2 separate regions of the Mus musculus genome follow, and region 2 is linked to region 1. The links are chromatin contacts, called in public HiChIP or PLAC-seq maps. All regions are on one chromosome and are shown on one strand. Each heading gives the region's core, a stretch centred on a gene start, on an enhancer-like site or on the middle of the called end of the contact. The rest is flanking DNA. Distances are from core to core; before and after follow the strand shown. Region 1 overlaps Gm36675 (a long non-coding RNA gene). Region 2 holds the start of Glrx3 (glutaredoxin 3).

Region 1 (6,750 bases), core at 1,145-3,644:
TGAGCCTCCTAATCCCAGGAGCAGGCAGCATCACCAGTCAGTAAAACCAGTGGAAGGGGGCCTGGAGCAGAACAGAGCTGAGAAAATGAGAGAAGTTGGAGAGAGCAGGAAGCCAAGTCCGGGGTGTTTGTCAGCTTCAAAAAAAAAAAAAACAGTTGGCAAGACTTCCAACAGGCTCCCACAAGGGAAGTGCTTAGCATTGCCTCAACCCACCCTGGCTCAGACTCAGAGACTTCATGGTTTCCATTTTTATTAGCTGTAATAAAACTCAAAAATTAAAATAATACATTTCCAAAGTATGTTATTTGTTCCAGTTGCTGTGAGAAATCCCCACAATCTGAAGGGCCTCGAAGTCAGTCACCTTCTCACCCTGAAGACTGAATGCCTAAAATGGCAAGGTGTCAAGCCACAATTCCTCCAAGGCCTCTTCAAGATGGGCAACTGTTGGCTTGGAGCTGCAAAGTTCCCCAACCTGACCCTATGCCCAGCTTTGTCTCTGCCTTGCGTTCTCCCCACCTCCTCTTGTATGTGTCTTCTTACTTTCTAAGATGACACTTAGGACACAATCTCACAGCCCAGGACAACCTCACCTCCAGATCCTCAACTCAGACACAGCTTTAGAGAAGAGGTCAACTTCCTAGGGAGTCTGGTGCTGACCCTTGTTGTGTAGACAACTGGTCTACCCATTCAGGAAGGCCTATTCACATAAGAATAAACTAAAACAGTTGGGTGATTCACCAAAATTATTCACTGAGGAAAAAAGACAAGCATTGTGGTTGATGGAAGCCCGGAGTGCCCTGAGATGGTAGAGGGGAGCAGGGGAGCAAGGAGAACTAGAGTTCTATGAAGCACAAAGGCAGATTAGTCTCTGACTACCCAGGGCTGGCTTTCTTGGTAAGTTTTGATTTCCATGTAGGGAATAGCCCTCCAGGCTCCTACCCATCTTCCCCTGACAATCAATTGCCTGCTAGCTCCCAAACTCTGAATGTTGAAGCAGCAGCTACCATAACCACTCACCTTAGTCACCGTGGTCATATTCTGAACCAACAGCTAATGAACACTCAGGTTATGTAGGGCTTGACCTTCAGCAATTTTGCAAAGTTTCCAGGACCCAAGCTTCATGAGAACATCTGAGGGTCAGAAACCCTTAGTGAGCACTTCAACACACTCCTCTTTCGTTGGCCTTACAGGGCTGAAACCTTGATGGATCTTAATTGTCCTGTTAAAATACTGTAAATATCTTTATACAAAGTAAATAATACTAGGGACATGCGTTCTTTGAATGAGTCTTAAACCTATTACACAAAGCTTGTATCACAGGCAGTTGTAAGCCACTTGACATGGGTGTTGGGAACTGAACTTGGAGTGTGCCCTCTTAACAGCTGAACCATTTCTCCAGCCCCTGTGTGGTACTCTTTTAACAGTCAACTAGAACAACATGACAAACGTTCTTTATGTAATTCCATATGCAGTGCTTACAAAAATATTTGTGAATACGAAGCAGAAGATAAGCCCATACCCACATCCAACCAAAGTCTTTGTGCTATAATATTCTTTCTCTAACCCAAGTCCTCACTCCAGAAATTAATCTCCTTTCTGAAATTTTTCATTTAATGCTCTTAGGTTTTGTTTTAATCATTGTGTGTGTGTTTGTGTGTATGTGTGTGTGTGTGTGAGAGAGAGAGTATGTGTATGTATGTGTATTTCTGTATATGCTATTATTCTACTTGACCTTAAGTCTGATAATCATTGTATAGATAGTCTATATCTACACTGAAGACGTTTTGCATTGCATCTGATAATTCTATACAACTGCACGCCCATTGCTTACAATGGTCTACTTAAATCCTATTATTAAGAGGGATTCTGATTCATTTTCAGGCTGATGAATTCAGGCTGCTTTCTGGTTTTGCTATCCCTGTTAACATTTCTGTGAACACTCATGCATTTATCTTCTAGAACATATATGCAAAGGAGTCTGTTAATTAGTAAGAGTGAGACTATTTAATCAAGTGTTCATGTTTATAAACTAGTACCAAGTCATCTCGCAAAGTGCTTTTTTCTAATTACACAAGACCCTGCATAAAGAGGAGGCGCTCTCAGCTGTAGCCTCGTGAACGCAGGGCACCATCCAGCTTCCAGCATTTGTCCAACCAGTAACAGAAAGGAGAAGCTTACTGGAATTTTGCACCTGAATTTTTCTGAATTCTGACATGGTCAAGAACTGCTTTGCATATGTTCATGTTTCCGTTTCAGGAAAATATGTCTTCGTCATTTTTGCACATTTTTCTTGCTGATATGCAGGAATCCTCCGCACTCCACATCTGACTCTCTCCAGTTAGTACTGTCCATTGTGACTCTTCCTGGGCCTGGCTTTTCAACAGTCTCTTCATGTACTTTCATGAACAGAAGTTTCTAATGCAAATGGGAAAATCCTATCCATCTCCTCCTTTGTGGTGGGTATATTTGGTGCTTTAAAAAGTTCTTTTCTTCCCTTTGGTCACGACTGTGAAAGGGCACAGTGAAACAGCTTTCTGGAGACCCAGCGGGTCACTCTGTCTGTGAGGCACCTGGAGTTGATTTGCTGAGCTGGTCCTGAAATGGTGAGGCAGGAATCAAGTTTCATTGTTTTGCATAAAGACAACAATTGGCTCACAGTTATGTATTAAATGATCCCTCGTTTCTGGCTGATCTACCGTGCCCACCCTGTCATAAGTCAAGCAATATATATCAAGGTGTCAGTTTCTGGTTCTCCATATCATGATGCATGTGTAATTATGACACTTTCTCCTGGAAATGTGTTATGTCAAGTTACAAACCCCACTATGTTATTCAGAAATATCAGATTATGCAACCCAGAGATCACAGTAAAAACCCTAATAGAAATTAAGTGATAGTAAGGATTTCGAGGCAAAAAGCATTTAGTCATAAAATAAGGTAATATGTAAGCCTTTACCCAAACAACAACTACTCTAATATACAGATATTACATGATATTATCAAATAATAAGGTGATGGCACAACTTATTAGGAACTAAAAAATAACTGAGAAATGGCAAAACCATTAGGAAAACTCCATTGAAATCAGCTATGAATATTCTTTACCTATTTACCTGACTGAGTCTCTCTATCCAAATGCCTGCTCTGGTGTTCTGTTTTCTTACAGCTTTTCATGTCCTGGTTTAAGGTTTATAAGTATTTACATAAAGGGTACTTTGTTAAATTTTGTTACTAAAATATATATTGAAGAACCTATATTTTCTATATGACTATTTTGGTTAAAGTTGTATTTTTGGTTTTGATTTTCCATGTAGGCAACTGTATGGGAAAATAACTGCAATATTGCTCCCTTCTTAACAGTGAGGTCCCCTTTCTTTTTCCCTTGTCAGTGCAATAGCTGGTGCTTACAGAAAAATATTGACAACTTATTAAACAGTAGCTCTTTCTCCCTTTGTCTGATACTTAAGACATTTTTTGATTATTCATTATCCAATGTGTACTATAACATTTTATACCTCTAATAAGTAAAATCTGTTCCTTCCCTAGTTTTCTTATAAAATTTATTAATATTAAAGTTGATTTTCCTTATTGTATTATGAGATTAAACTTCATTAATCATCTGTAAGTTTGAGGTGAATATAGTTAGTCTCCACCTCACAGACCAGAACGGCTTTCCTAGCGTAAACAGGAGTTCCTTAAGATGAAATATAGTTTTACTATGTTGCTGGATCCTCTTCACTGATGTCCTTCAGATTTTTGCTTCTGTATTTATAAGAGAGACATGGGCACTGTCTTTTTTTCCATAGTGCATCCTTCTACCTGTAGGGTCATCAGTCCCCGAAGAGGCACTGAGGATACTCAGTTTCTGTGTCTACTCTTTGAGGTAGATGTGGATTCTGCCCAGGTATCTTTTGAAGCTTAGGTTGAAATTCTTTCTCCCTTGCCTTTAGAAACTCATACTCACGGTGGATCTGGGTTTGACATTTGCCACCCGGGGATTCTGAATTCCCCTGTTTAGGTTTGCCTTTGTTTGCTGTGGTTGTTTTGTGGGGTTGTGGGGTTTTTGTTGTTGTTGTTGCTTATATCTTGATAAATTTTAGTTTCTCGGGTTTTTAGCCAGTTTATCTAATGTTCCCAATCTTTTACATGAGGTTTTCAATATGATTATTTTAATCGTTTTTTTAAATCTCCTCAGTGTCTAAACTGTGTACTATTCATTCCTAATGTTAAGCTTGTCTTTTGCGGCTTTATTGCTCTCCATTAATCCCTGCTGCTCTTTTCCTATGACCATTGAATACGGGCTTTGATCCCTGATGTTGAGTCCTTCATTACTCCTAATATTCGCCTCAAGGGCTTTAAATTTCTCTGGATTTACTGCTTTTGATATACCTCATAAGATTTTATATGAGTATTATGGTCATTATGTATTTAGTTCTAAATATCTTCACATTTTCTTTTTAAATTTTCTTTGCTTGTGCATTGTTAAAATGGTAAGATAAAAGTACTCCAAATATGAGTTCTCCAGGAGTGCTAGTTTTTTACATGAAATATTCTTTTTTTTTTCTTTTTTTATTACATATTTTCCTCAATTACATTTCCAATGCTATTCCAAAAGTTCCCCATACCCTCCCCCCCACTTCCCTACCCACCCATTCCCATTTTTTTTTTTTTTTTGGCGCTGGCGTTCCCCTGTACTGGGGTATATAAAGTTTGAGTGTCCAATGGGCCTCTCTTTCCAGTGATGGCTGACAAGGCCATCTTTTGATACATATGCAGCTAGAGTCAAGAGCTCTGGGGTACTGGTTAGTTCATAATGTTCCACCTATAAGGTTGCAGATCCTTTTAGCTCCTTGGGTACTTTCTCTAACTCCTCCATTGGGAGCCCTGGGATCCATCCACTAGCTGACTGTGAGCATCCACTTCTGTGTTTGCTAGGCCCTGGCATAGTCTCACAAGAGACAACTATATCTGGGTCCTTTCAGCAAATTCTTGCTAGTGTATGCAATTGTGTCAGCGTTTGGAAGCTGATTATGGGGTGGATCCCTGGATATGGCAGTCTCCAAATGGTCCATCCTTTCGTCACAGCTCCAAACTTTGTCTCTGTAACTCCTTCCATGGGTGTTTTGTTCCCAATTCTAAGAAGGGGCAAAGTGTCCACACTTCAGTCTTCATTCTTCTTGAGTATCATGTGTTTAGCAAATTGTATCTTATATCTTGGGTATCCTAAGTTTTGGGCTAATATTCACTTATCAGTGAGTACATATTGTGTGAGTTCCTTTGTGTGTCCAAAGCCTGCCATCTGCTCAGCAACGCCATGAGTCTCTCTAAGGATAGCACTGTAATCTAGAAATGGAGCCTTTTCAGAAAACATTCAGCCCACTTTTATTGTTAGCCTTCACTTCCTTTGACTTTCTAGGGCCTTGGTTTGTTCCTCTTTAAGGCAGAAAATTTTGATTAATAATAATTATTAAAATTATGGTTGCTGGGCTGGGGAGATGGCTCCATGGGTAAAGAACTGGCTATACTGTCATGAGATCTTGAGTTCAAATCCCTAGTACCCACATAAGAACAGGGCCATTGTGGTGGCCATACTCAGAAGGCAGAAACAGGGGAGCCCCAGGCCCAGATGCCTAGCTAAACTGGCTGGAATTGCTGAGTTTAGACTGCAGCAAGAGACCTTGTGTCAGTAACTAAAATGGAGTGTGATCATAGAAGGTAACATATGCCAACTGTGGCTTCCACACGTGCACAGATATTTGAGCATGAGCATAGATACACGTGTGCATTCACACAATACATTACACACGTGCAAAACAAAAGTTACTATAGACTTGAGAGAATTCTTCTGCTCCGATATCATCAATACTACTTAACTCCTTGTAACTACTGTTCACCTGCATCCCATAGTCTCTTAAGTCGTATTTTAAGGTTTATTCAACTCAAAAGATTTTCAAATTATCCTTGAGACTTCCTCATTGAACCACTGAATTTGAGAAACCTGTTGTCTAGATTCCAAGCATTTGAGCATCTTTCAAATATTTTCCCTGAATTTGTTTATAATATATTCTTTGAGGGCTGGAGAATAAATTTTGCCTTTTATCAACTCTTTCCAATTTATTTATGACACGGATGTTTCTTGGTGAATGTTCTTGTGTCCTTGGAGTGAGTACTAGCACTTGGGGGAGTGAAGTGTGTTGTGTGTCAATTTGGTCAGGTTGATTGATGGCTTCTCTGCGCCTCTGCTTGCACGGATTCTCTGTCTTCTCAGGCAATCGATTGCTGGCACGGAGTATGGATGCCCTGGCTGTCATTAAGGACATCTATAAAAATACCTCTATTTCCTTTTGTGTTCACTATATGCATCTTAGGATCATTGTATCTTACTTGAAAATTGCCCTGGTGATCATTCTACAGCATTCATTTTCTTTCTGGTAAGTTACCCTGTTGACCCATTATTTGTGTGACATTCACTGAGTCAGGCTTGCTTTCTCTGTATCATCAGGGTTGGTGGCAGATGCCATTCTACACTGCTCTTTAGCTCTGCCTCAATGTGAAGTTTCAGGAGTCATCGGAATGGGGAAAAATGAAAAAAGCTGATCTAATGGGCAGACTGAGAGTGGAGATGAAGAGAAGAGAAAGGAGAGAGCTACAGAAAGGGAAAGAGGAAAGATAGGAGTAGAGGAATAGGAAGAGAAGGAGAAGGAAGTAAAAGGGGAGAGGAGGAAAAGAAGAAAGGGGAAAAGGGAGGGA
Region 2 (6,750 bases), core at 1,156-3,655, 1.3 Mb before region 1:
TGTGTGTGTGTGTGTGTGTGTGTGTGTGTGTGTGGGTGTATGTGTGTGTTTATGAATAAAGTGGTTTATGAATGGGCACAAACTCTGGTACCCATTTCCCACCCCCACTATATAGACAGAAACTGAGATTTCAGTAACTTACATAAACATAAAACTTACATAGACATAAGAACTTTCATATATAAAAATATATATAGAAAAAGTTACAAGTACGTAAATACGTTAGAATTTTAATATAAAAAGAAAATTTTGGGGCTGGACAGATGGCTCAATGATTAAGAGCACACTAAGTGCTCTTACAGAAGACTAGGGAGTTCCATTCCTAGCACCTACACAGGGGCCACAACAATCTGTAACTGCAATCCCAGGGGAGCCAACGCCCTCTTCTAGCCTCTGAGGGCACTGCATGCTTGTGGTGGACAGCTGCTTGCAGGCGATACAGCAATACACATAAAATGATGAAAAAATAATAATAAAACAAAAAAGTAGACTTCAACCCACACCAACCCTGAAAAGCCTTGACATGGAAATGGCTGCACCCACAAGTGCTATTTAGTATTCTTTTTTTTTTTTTAAAGATTTATTTATTTATTATAAATACACTGTACACTGTAGCTGTCTTCAGACACTCCAGAAGAGGGCATCAGGTCTCATTATGGGTGGTTGTGAGCCACCATGTGGTTGCTGGGATTTGAACTTCGGACCTTTGGAAGAGCAGTCGGGTGCTCTTACCCACTGAGCCATCTCGCCAGCCCGTATTTAGTATTCTTGATGGCTTCCTATCCTTCCCCAGGTGTCACTCCCCAGGTGTCACACAGCATTTCCCATGACCCATTCTGAACAGTCACTGCAGACGGGAACACTGTCTCCCGAGTCATCTCAGGCAGACACCAGTGACAAGAATACATGCAGATGGGTTTGCGGTTTGTTGCTGTTCTTGTCTTGCCCCCCACCCCCCTTGAGAGGAAAGAAATGTTTGTTTCCTGATTTTTTACAATAGGGTCTCCTTATATACCTCTGGCTAGCCTGAAACTCACTATGAAGATCAAACTGACCTTGAACTTGCAGAATAAATGGCATGCTAACTTTTACCCACTAAGGCCTGTTTAACACATGAAACATAAAGACAAACTAAGCATGTGAAACACACACACATAAAAGAATCTTCTCAGACGATTTAAGTTCAAGCTTTTCAGGACATGTCCACACAAGCCCTCATCACTTCAGGAGGCCATCTCTGACGTCCTCCGAAACGCCTGGTAAACGACCTGGCTGGATCCATCAGAAGTCAGCTTCTACTTAATGTTACTCTCATTCTCCCTTTTTCTTTTCTTTGGGGGGAAAAAAATTTAAAATCAAGTAAACCTGAAATGCGAAAGGGTTGGAAAGGACTGGTTTTGTTGTTGATGAAGATGAGTTGTTGTTTTCGGTGCTAGAAGTTGAACTCAGGGTTTCTTGTGTATTAAGCACTAGCTACACTGCCAGCCTCTGAATGAGCTATTGTAATTCTCCTCCATACTGTATGGAGTAGCAGATGTCAGCCAGTCAATCTGCCACCTGCCCACTCTGCTCAGTGAGGATACCAAGGCCCCCACATTAGTGGAGAGAGCTTCCGGTACGCCAACCACAAAACAGAGCTTTAACAGAACCGGTCCATTCACCCGGGAGGAAGCCGAAGGGGAGGTTAGGAAACTTGCCCCAGGATTACAAGCACATAAGGGGCTAAGGAGAGGTTGGGGATCCCCGGCAGTGGGCCCTGAAACCCCTCCCTCACCACTCTGCATGCAGATCAAGGCAGGGCAGCATCCTAGAGCGCCGAGGTCCTGGTTTCCCACGCATCCCCAGGGCTGGCCTCAGGAAGGCTTGGCCAAAGGCGAGGCGCGCGCACCCGGCCGCCGCAGACCCTCCCTTAGCCGGCTGGTGGTTCAGGAAAGCCCGGGACCCTAGCTGGGCCTGCAGGCTGGTCGCCAGCCAAGGCTTCCTTCAGGAGGCGCCACATGCGGGTCTCCGGAGGGCAGGTCCATTGTGCACGCGGGCCGCCGCGGGCCGCTTCCCTAGGAGGGGCTACCGCCGCGGCCCAAGTAGGGCCGCCGTTGGACCACGAGCTCAGCTCCGGACGTGCCGCGTTGGGAAGCCGCCCCCAAGTCCCGTGACCCCCCGGCCCGCCGCCCTCTGGTCCCCGGGCCCTCTCGCCGCCCCCGCGTACTTGGTTTTGAGGCGCAGTAGCTCTTCAAACTGCTGGGCAGAGCCGACTTCCACCACTGCCACGGCTGCCTCGCCTGCCTCGGCCGCCCCCGCCGCCATGCTGTCTCCGCCAGACACCAGCAGTCGAGCGCCGGAGGCTCGATAGGGCCGGACGGACACGCGAGGAGGCTGCGCACGGGGAAGCCACGCCCGCTGAGATCGGGGGCCCACCCCTGACACACTATGCCACGCCCTCCGGCACTGAAGGTCACGCCCTCGGACTGGGAGAACTGGGAGGCTCTGGGTTGGGCTAGCGGAGCCTCCTTGCTTTGTATTGGTGTGCTAACTAGCTAGATGCCTTGGCCCCTGGCTGTTGTAGCTCTGGAGCTCAGAAACCTGTAATAGGAAGGGATGTAAGTATGTGTGTATTGTAAATTAGAGTGAAGTCAGAATAGAACATTGGCAAGCTGAAATCTCACATGAAGCTGCATAAAGATGAACTAGGAAGTCTTAAGACTAAAAAAACAATAGTGTCTGAGCACAACCCTGATAGTCCTTGTACCTCAGTCCTGGAGGAAACTCGAACTCTTCTAGAGGTGCCCTCAGAACCCCATAATCAACCTTCAGTACAACTCTGTGACACCTGTTAGCCGTTGCAGCCTTGACACAAGACCTAAATGGCTCGCCCCATTGCCTCTAAGAACCGTTAGGCTCCTTTTTAGAGTTCCTGCACCTTCCCACCCAGGCCCAGCCTCCATGACCCTCTTACTAGAAGCTTCCCTGTACGGGCAGTGACTCGCCAGTGGTATCTTCTCCACACTCTTTCCCATGCTAAGGCAGGAAGTTCCTTAAGTTTGAGTCCAGCCTGGGCTCTACAGTGAGTTCCAGGCCAGCCTGAGTAACAGTAACAGATTACAGATTGAAATATTTTCGATCGATTGGGAATTAAATATGTCCTTTTACCTCTGCTCACTGAGCCATTTTAAAGAACACAGGAGAGTTGCTTGCGGTGGCCACTCCTGTATCCTATTGGCAGCCCTGCTCCTATGATTACAAAAGCCCTGGAAGCTGTGTCACACACATCTTGAGAAACACCCCTACTAAAAATGTGGATCACAGTGCTCCAAATGCAACAGGACAAATTGTTCTGCTTCTTGGCTGGGGGGGGGGGGGGCAGAACCCCAAACTTAGGACTGTAAGAAAATAAACATACGCCAATACCAATAAAGCCATAGAAACCTCAGAAAGACATCAGGGTCACACGCGGACATTAACATCCTGATTATAGTATTGTATTACAGGTTTGCAAGGTGCGATGGGTTGTATATGCTCAGCCCAGGGAGTGGCACTATTAGAAGGTGTGGCCCTATTGGAGTAGGTGTGTCACTGTGGGTGTGTGCTTTAAGGCCCTCATCCTAGCTCCCTGGAAGCCAGTCTCCTCCTGGCTGCCTTTGGAACAAGTGGTGGAACTCTCAGCTCCTCCAGCCCCACATCTGCCTGGATGCTGCTATGCTCCCACCTTGGTGATAATGGACTGAACCTCTGAACCTGTAAGCCAGCCCCAATTAAATGTTGTCCTTTATAAGAATTGACTTGGTCGGGGCTGGAGAGATGGCTCGGCGGTTAAGAGCACTGACCGCTCTTCCAAAGGTCCTGAGTTCAAATCCTAGCAACCACATGGTGGCTCACAACCATCCTTAATGAGATCTGATGCCCTCTTCTGGTGTGTCTGAAGACAGCTACAGTGTACTTACATATAATAAATAAATAAATAAATCTTTAAAAAAAAAAAGAATTGACTTGGTCATGGTGTCTGTTCACAGCAGTAAAACCCTAACTAAGACACAAGGTTTTATCATTGGGAGACAGTACACACATTATCTCTGTCTCGACACACACATCCTTTATATTTTGAAACAAGTTTTCATGTAGGCCGTGACGGCCTAGAGTTGATTATGAAGCCAAGACTGGCCTTGAACTCACGACCTGCTTGCTTCTACCTCCAAAATGTTGGACTTATATGTATGTACCACCTAGTTGATAATAAACTTACCTACTATGTGTACCTAGTTGGTAATAAATGTATTATTGTTTTTATTGAAATACATTCTTAAGTGGCACAAGCTGACCTCCAATTTGCTGTGTAGCTGAAGTTTGTCGTGCTCTCCTGATCCCCCTGCCTCCACCATCCAAGTCCTGGGCTTACAGGCATGTGCTTCCAGACCCAGCATTTTTCTTTTTCATATTAAGTATATATGAATCTACATCTTTGAATAAAGAGTTGACTGAAAACAAAGACTGTAGAGAACTCTTTGGAGGTAAAATGCAAGAGAAAAGAGGGCCTGGCTTTAGTATGAAACCTTGCCTTCATAAAAGAATAAGAAATAAAATAAAGACTGGATACCCACTGGGATGGTTTGTATATTCTTGCACCAGGGGGTGGCACCATTTGGAGGTGTGGCCTTGTTGGAATAGGTGTGACCTAGTTGGAGTAGGTGTGTCACTGTGGGTGTGGGTTTAAGACCCTCACACTAGTTGACTGGAAGTCAGTCTTCCACTAGCAGCCTTTGGATGAAGACATAGAACTCTCAGCTCTGCTTGTGTCATGCCTGCCTGGATACTGTCATGCTCCCACCTTAACGATAATGGACTGAACCTCTGAACCTGTAAGCCAGGCCCAATTAAATGTTGTTTTTATAAGACTTGCCTTGGTCATGGTGTCTGTTCACAGCAGTAAAACCCTAACTAAGACACCCACTCTGATTGCTATATTTAAGTATATAAACTATATAGCTGAATGTGACATAGAGAAAGGTCTGCCCAAAGCTCCCCAAAGTGTGAGAGCTTGCTAGGCAAGAATGAGAGCTGGGGTGCTAATGGGAGGCCCTTCATTCTTTAACCCATTAGTTCCCCACCTGTGGGGTTTGACTTGTTTGGGCTCACATATCAGATATCCTCCATATCAGATACTTATGTTATAACTCACAACTGTAGCAAATTCACAGTTATGATGTGGCAGTGGAATACTTTTATGGTTAGGGAGTCACTACAGCATGAAGAACTGTATTAAAGGGTCGCAGCATAAGGAAGGTTGAGAACCACTGCTCTGTATCTGCTTCTTCCTGCCTTCAAAGAATTCAGACTGCCTCTGTCACATGAAGTTAGTAAAATTGTAATTCAGAGAGGAGATGTGTTGTAGAGTTCTTTTTTTTTTTAAGATTTATTTATTGTTATGTGTAAGTACACTGTAGCTGTCTTCAGACACACCAGAAGAGGGCATCCGGTCTCATTACAGATGGTTGTGAGCCACCATGTGGTTGCTGGGATTTGAACTCAGGACCTTTGGAAGAGCAGTCAGTGCTCTTACCCACTGAGCCATCTCTCCAGCCCTAGAGTTCTTTTTTTAAGGCTGCGTCACCCCACTCCCCATCTGTCAGTTTTACAAATTCTGGCTTTCCCTCTAAATGGAATTTGCTGCAAGTGGCAGACACAAGCTGCAGAGGGGCTCTCACTTTGGGAAAACCACAGGAAATATCCTGAGGAACTTTCCAATCACCCTTTCTGCAGTTACCACTGCTAATATTGATAACCCAAGAGGCCACAGGTGACTTCATGCCTAGAAAATGCTCTGACTTCAGCATCTAAGACTAGCGAGCTCAGGATGGGCCAAGATGCATTTTAGAAAGCTAATGTGTGGTATCTGAGATGGCTCAATGGGTAAGAGCACCCGACTGCTCTTCCGAAGGTCTGGAGTTCAAATCCCAGCAACCCCATGGTGGCTCACAACCATCCGTAATGAGATCTGACTCCCTCTTCTGGAGTGTCTGAAGACAGCTACAATGTACTTACATATAATAAATAAATAAATAAATAAATAAATAACAAATAAATCTTAAAAAAAAAAAAGAAAGAAAGAAAGAAAGCTAATGTGGCCAGGCAGTGGTGGTGGCACACACCTTTAATCCTAGCACTTGAGAGGCAGAGGCAGGCAAATTTCTGAGTTCAAGGCCAGCCTGGTCTACAGAGTGAGTTCCAGGACAGCCGGGGCTATACAGAGAAACCCTGTCTCGAAAAATTAAAAAAAAAAAAGTTCCCATAAAATCAGGCTCTGAGCGAGCCTGTAGAGCATTTTCTTAGTGATTAATGGGGGAGAGTTCAGCCCATTGTGGGTGGTACCATCCCTATGCTGGTGGTCCTGGGTTCTATAAGAAAGCACATTGAAGCTGGGCGTGGTGGCACATGCCTTTAATTCCAGCACTCTGGAGGCAGAGGCAGGAGGATTTCTGAGTTCGAGGCCAGCCTGGTCTACAAAGTGAGCTCCAGGACAGCCAGGGCTATACAGAGAAACTGTGTCTCGAAAAACAAACAAACAAAAAGAAAGCACATTGAGCAAGCCATGTTGAACAAGCCAATAAGCAGCACCCCTCCATGGTCTCTGCATCAGATCCTGCCTCCAGGATCCTGTCTTGTTTGAGTTCCTGTCCTGACTTCCTTCAGGGATGAACAGTGATATAGAACTGAGTTAAACAAACCCTTTCTTCTCCAACTTTGCTTTGGTCATGGTGT

What was found. HiChIP or PLAC-seq counts read pairs in DNA pulled down with a chosen protein or histone mark.
Region 2: an H3K27ac HiChIP or PLAC-seq map of large pre-B cells shows a contact between it and region 1, with 5 times the contacts expected there. The contact joins the promoter of Glrx3 here to the enhancer-like site in region 1. A contact is called at or near these places in 3 of 39 promoter capture datasets (the 3T3-L1 cell line, cranial neural crest and hippocampal neurons) and 1 of 115 datasets of contacts at active chromatin or transcription factors (large pre-B cells).

What each region holds. Positions count from the first base shown.
Region 1 is chr7:136,155,150-136,161,899 of GRCm38.p6, reverse strand. It overlaps Gm36675 (a long non-coding RNA gene), which reads right to left. Exons shown (of 3, transcript XR_378573.2): 3 at 1,583-2,595. Among named protein-coding and RNA genes, the nearest start is that of Gm36675, 5.4 kb to the right of the region's middle. Within about 2 kb of position 2,394, at least 8 of the 459 cell types and tissues checked have an H3K27ac peak or open chromatin away from gene starts, as enhancers often do.
Region 2 is chr7:137,433,228-137,439,977 of GRCm38.p6, reverse strand. Glrx3 (glutaredoxin 3) reads right to left here and starts at 2,405. Exons shown (of 11, transcript NM_023140.5): 1 at 2,207-2,405. The coding sequence starts at 2,304.